Regions from separate parts of the Hordeum vulgare genome. Here region 2 is linked to region 1. Evidence: chromatin contacts called from public Hi-C data. All regions are on one chromosome and are shown on one strand. Each heading gives the region's core, a stretch centred on a gene start, on an enhancer-like site or on the middle of the called end of the contact. The rest is flanking DNA. Distances are from core to core; before and after follow the strand shown.

Region 1 (3,192 bases), core at 601-3,100:
CTAGGGTCGGATTTGCATTTTCTTTGTGCTTTAGGTTAGAACAATTTTTTTTGCCCTCTATGTGCACGCATAGGCAAATTATGTAACTGCAATGACGTACTTTTTTCGTTACTAAATATAAGATATTTTAAAGATTTTATTATGAACTATATACTATATACGGATGTATATAGACATATTTTAAAATGTAAATTCACTCATTTTACTTCGTATGTAGTCTATAGTAAAATCTCTAAAAGGTTTCATATTTAAGAACGGAGGGAGTATTTTGCAACTTTTAACATTAAACTGAACATGAGATGCAAGTTCCATCAATAGTATATGCAATGAAGTGAACAAATTATGTGACTGCAATGACGTATTTTACAACTTTTGGCACTAAACTTTTCATGCCTGCCACTGATATTACCTCAATAGTATATGCAGTGTACTCCCTCGGTTCTTAAATATAAGTTTTTTTAAGAGATTTCACTACGAACTACATACGAATGTATATAGACATATATTAGAGTGTAGATTCATTTATTTTGCTTTGTATGTACTCCCTCCGTTTCTAAATATAAGTCTTTAAAGAGGTTTCATTAATGAACTACATACGAATGTACTCCCTCCATTCCTAAATATAAGTTTTTTTAGGAGAGCGATGCTGCATCATGTGGCAGTGCCACTTGCGCTCGAGATGCATCAATCTATATGCATGCATGCACCGCCCGGAGCATGTGCAGCCGTACCATTCGCCCTCGAGCGCTGCTGCACGCCTGCATGCGGCCTCCTGCGGCAGGCCGTGCCGTTGCCGGCGCCCAGCCCATGCCAATCGTGCGGCTCCATTTCGCCTGTGCAGGCGTAGCCTCGATCTGCACCGTCGGATCCGATCTTGAAATAACTATAAACTAGCACCGCATTGACCTCTCGAAGCAAAATCCACTCGTGACATGTTTATTTTCCCTCTCGCATGGAAAGCATAAAAGAATCGGACGGTAGTATGAAGTAGTACTTGGAGAAAGGAGAAGGGGTTTGCGTTTCGCACCTCGTAGAAACCTGATATTCCACTGCCGCAGAGTAAGGACCGGGTCGATTGTTTGATTTATTAGGCACCATATATACCCTAAACTAATGTATAACGGAGCGAGAAGGGTCATTTAGACTTCATGCATTGGCTCGGGGAGTTGCTAGCGACAAATGCTCTGCATGCTTTGGTTTACAAAAATGGATCAATTTCCGATATACCCTGTATATATAACGGAGAAAAGAAGTGCAAAATATTAAGGGTCTGTTTAAGACTACTCTATTTCATAAAATTCAATTCTGCTCCATCAAATACACTTTGAAGCCCTATATAGAAGTTGTAACTATTTTAAAAAGAGTGTTTGGCTTTTATTCAGCTCCAGCTTTAAAAATAAAAAATTTGATAGAGAGGATATATCCGATTGGATGAATGGGGAGAAAAAAAAACATCCACTTACTGGTTGCAGTGATGGGTAATTTCCTGTCGACTTCAACTTTCATATTTTTTTGAAGCACCTCCTAAAGAGGTTCATAAAAAACATGAAGTTGTATCTCAGATTATAGTTTTTTCAAAACGGCAAACAATAAAGCTATCACGTTTGGCTTATGTTTTTAAAAGCAGAGCTGAATTTTAAGGACGAAATGGTCCCAAACAGGCCCTAAGGCACATGCCCTATATATTTTTAGGGTTAAGCTGCCCTATATCTGGGGTAGAGAGCATTTTTATTTTTTTATATAGAAGTAAAGTCAAACAGAAGGAAAAACTGACGGCACTGCAACATTTGAGTTCTCAAAGATCCTCGTCAAAATAAAGCGAAACAGCGAGGGCGCAAAGGCGAGAGAAAACAATCGCCGCCTCCCACCTCGACCTGCACTTCTGGTCTTCCGCTCCGCCGCACCTCCGACCCATCCCCTCTCTCACCCCCACTTCCCCCCCAGATCTACTCCACTGCCGCCTCCAATGGCGTCTCCAGCCGGAAACCCTAACCCGAACCCCGGCAACCCCAATCCCCCCTTCGAGATGGCCATGCTCTTCAGGCCGCCTCCCAACCCCGCGCCGACGGCCGCGCCCATGTTCCCCGGCGCCGCCGGCCCGCCGCCGCCCTCCGGCCCTTACTCCTACCCCCCGGCCACCCCTCCCTTCCACCTCCGCCCCTACCTCCACTACCCGCAGGATCCCCAGCCCCCCATGCCCCGCCCGGTCATCCCCTTCCCCATGCCGAACCCGAACGCGAACCCCAACCCGAGCGCTAACCCCATGGCCGCCGCGGGCGCCAACCCGGGCGCCCGCCTCATGCAGCTGCTCGGCAGCTCCGGCTCGGGCCACCTCGAGTCCGCGGTATCTATGCCCCCGCCGTCGTCCGAGTTCGCCGCCGCGCAGCCGTCGCCGCTCCCGGCGATGCCATCCGCGCCGCCGGCGAGGATGCTCAGCAGCACCAGCAGCAAGGTGCCGAGAGGGCGGCTTCTGGGTGGCGGGGACAAGGCGGTGCACAACGTTGACTCGAGGCTGCCTGGGGAGGCGCAGCCTCCACAGCTGGAGGTGACGCCGATCACCAAGTACACGTCAGACCCAGGTCTTGTGCTGGGCAGGCAGATCGCTGTGAACCGGACGTACATCGTGTATGGGCTCAAGCTGGGGAACATCCGTGTGCTAAACATCAACACCGCGCTTCGCTCACTGCTCCGTGGCCATACACAGGTATATATTTTAGTCCAGCGAGATTAGTTATCGGTTAGTTCTGTGTAGAAATGCTCATTGAGAAATTGAATCGCTGGGTAGTGGGTGTTAATGATGCATGACGCCTTCAGCAGTGGGGAGGGATCTGAAAATTTCGACGTGTAAATACTGCATTGCCCATACGATAGAATAACATACCTTATACATTTTCCAGTGCAGTCATTTTTCAGATATTTTGTTATCAACTCATTCAGTTGCATGCTATTTTTAAAACAACATCCGATACATTGTTATTCGTATTTGATGCCATGGCGGGGTTGGTGAATTAACTATGTAATACTGTAATAGATATGTTAATTCTGGTATTATGCTTCTTAGATCGTTAAGAAAGCTGAATGGGCTTATTTCAGTGAATTTGAACATTCTACTCATGAAATAACCACTACCCACTAGGCTGTTACTGTGTGGTTGTTTGCTTGTGTGCTCATATTCAGCTATTTTAATTTACA
Region 2 (2,809 bases), core at 39-2,538, 110 kb before region 1:
AATTGAAAACGAAAAAGGAAAGAAAAAGAAGAAACTTAAAAAAACAAAAAAAGGACAAGAAAGAGACAGAACAATATTTAAATTTTTGAATAAGCTTGAAAATAACAGGAATACCAGAGAAACAAGGAATACAAGAAACGCTAAAATAAAAAATAAAGAACAGTAAAAGACACAGAAGAAAACCCAGTTGATCATGTATAATTTTTAAATTACCAGACAGAGGAAAATGGGCTGGCCCAGTTTATCTCCCGCCTGTACGATTGGTCGACTAGTTGACGCAAAGCGTGTCAAATAGGGTTTTCCGCAATCGCTCACGTACAGGAGTCCGAAATCACTAATTAGCGAGTACAGCTTCCAACAATTACTCTCACCTCCACAGATTGCGACAAATGGCTCACTGCATGCATGCCACTTGCCGCAACCTGGGAGTTTTCCTTTTTTTCGTAGATTCGTATTTTTAAAAAGTTTTATCTCCTAAACCGTGAGTCCAAATCTCGAACCGTTTTCACCTTTGGCTTTCTTGTGTCGAGATCTATAAAACTAGATCCCATGTTGCTAGGTTTTGACGAACTTTTTTTATTAAAAAACGGAACAGAAAAACGGACGAAAAAACCGTGCCTCGCGCGATAGAAAATAAAAACTGAAAACGCGTTTTTCCCTTTCCGAAAGGCACGGGGCGTGCCTCTTGCGAAGGTAAAACCGTGCCTCTCGTGAAAAAAGAGAAAGCAGAAAAAACGTTTTTTTCTTTTCGGAAGAGGCACACGCGTGCCTTTCGCGAAAGGAAAACCGTGCCTCTCGCAAAAAATACAGAAAACACGCTTTTTTCTTTAAGGAGAGGCACGGGCGTGCTTCTCGCGAAGGCAAAATCGTGTCTCTTGCAAAAAAAGGCATGGGCGTGTCTCTCACGAAGGTAAAACCGTGCCTTTGACGAAAGCAAAACCGTGGCTCTCGTAAAAATAAAATAAAATACGAGTTCTTTGTCCTTTTCGAGAGGCACCGTCGTGCCTCTCGCGAAGGCAAAACCTTGCCTCTCGAGGAAGCAAAACCGTGTCTCTCAAAAAAACAGAAAACATGTTTTTGCGTTAAAACGCATTTTTTTTAAAACAAAAGTTGATAAAAAAAAATCCCATCCAAAAGTTACGAAATACCGATGAAAAACCGTAACACCAAAAAACGGAAAAAAACCACTGAAAAATGAAGAAAACGCTTAGAGCGCGACACGTGACAGCGGCTGGAAATGCGTAAGTGGCGGCACGCGGAAGCGACCGCTGGAAGGCTCCGGAAGGAGCGCTGTTGCTCTCAGTCTGCCTCGCTAGATTATTTATTACAGGGCGTGATGTGGGCAGGCCCGGATCGCTTTTCCTCTAGCTCGGCGCTACTCGTATGATTTCTGTTTTTTCTCTGATATTTTTCTTTTTTTCCAGTGCACCAAAAAAACAAGGGAAATCATTCCCTTTAACCGGCTGATTTTTTTGGATCTCATATGTCATCTCACTCGCCCAACACGTGTCTCACGTAATATGCCGCTCTCTAGACTATTTTTTTAACAACTTCTATAACATCATCAATGTTGTGTAGGTTTTTTTTATAACATTAACTATTTAAAGAAAGACGATGGAAAAAAGAAATTATGTGACAAAGGCTCTGCTGCAAAAAATATAAATCTGCAACATAATCTGAGTTGCAGTAAAAAAATATGAAGATGAAAAAGAAATCTGAAAACAAAGCCCGCGTTGCACAAAAAACTGTAACAAAACCTCAGTTGTAAAAAACTATGCAACAAGACCTTTTTCTGCAACAAAACTTATACTGTAATGATGAACAATATCGATGGGTCAGATCTGATAGCCCGTGAGCCAACCAATCTTTTAAAAAGATCATCCAGCGGAGGCATAGCAGTCCAAAAAAACAAAGTCCATTTTTCTAAAATGATTGTGAATTGAAAACTGTTGTTGGATTCTAAAAAGTTCATGAATTTGAAGAAATTCGACAAATTCAAAATAGTTCATGGATTTGGAAAAAATGTTCGTCAATTGTAAAACAGTGTTCTTGATTACGAAATATAGTGAATTGTTTTTTAGAATATACACTGATAAATTATTCAATATACAATGAATATTTTAGTAGGTCCCTTTATTGTTTTTTAGAAATATAGTGATTTTTTTTTAGAATATACACGGTAAATTGTTCATGGATAGAGCTCCATTTATTGTTTACTAGGTCCTTAATGATGCACGTTGTTGTGCTCGTTTATTTTTAGTAGTTTGATGTAACATTAAATGAATATTTAGAAGCATGAAACATGAAACATGTAAATCAAACGTAATGGTGCATCAGGTGTGTCATGGATACTGCCTTCACGACGATGGTGGTAGGGGTCACCGGATGTCTCTAGCGCTACTTTAAGATCAGAAGTTTGTGTTAGAGGTGTAAATCATGTGTTATTTTATCTTTCTAACAACCTCAAACCACCTTTGTATTTTTATGATGCTTAGGAAGCGAGACCAAAACCAAGTTCTTGGTTTGGTGCCTCCATAGTTTAAAAATCAAACCGGTGATTGAACCGACGAGGCCATCGGTTCAGGTTTTTTCCGGTTAGGCCATCGGTTCACCGATTATATGTCTGTTTTTTCGTATCATAAATAATAAATTTTGTGTACTAGTGGCATACAAATAGATGTAAAATACAACTATTTTCTTAAAAATGACAAAAAGTTGGCTAGCCAAGATGGTTATTGGGCTAAAGGTGCAACTTACACACCTATATCTAACATACCGGATTTGAATTCACTTTGATGTACATTATTTT

The links. Hi-C and Micro-C count contacts between places; a contact is called where the count stands out from the background.
Region 2: a Hi-C map of leaf shows a contact between it and region 1, with 7 times the contacts expected there. The contact joins the enhancer-like site here to the promoter of LOC123404134 in region 1. A contact is called at or near these places in 2 of 6 Hi-C or Micro-C datasets (leaf and seedling).

The regions. Positions count from the first base shown.
Region 1 is chr6H:483,865,617-483,868,808 of MorexV3_pseudomolecules_assembly, reverse strand. It overlaps LOC123404134 (enhancer of mRNA-decapping protein 4-like), which reads left to right and starts at 1,850. Exons shown (of 14, transcript XM_045098057.1): 1 at 1,850-2,704. The coding sequence starts at 1,967.
Region 2 is chr6H:483,975,595-483,978,403 of MorexV3_pseudomolecules_assembly, reverse strand. No RefSeq gene overlaps it. Among protein-coding and RNA genes, the nearest start is that of LOC123401897, 35 kb to the left of the region's middle. Within about 2 kb of position 1,288, at least 1 of the 3 cell types and tissues checked has open chromatin away from gene starts, as enhancers often do. A contact at or near this core is called in leaf, where this site is marked.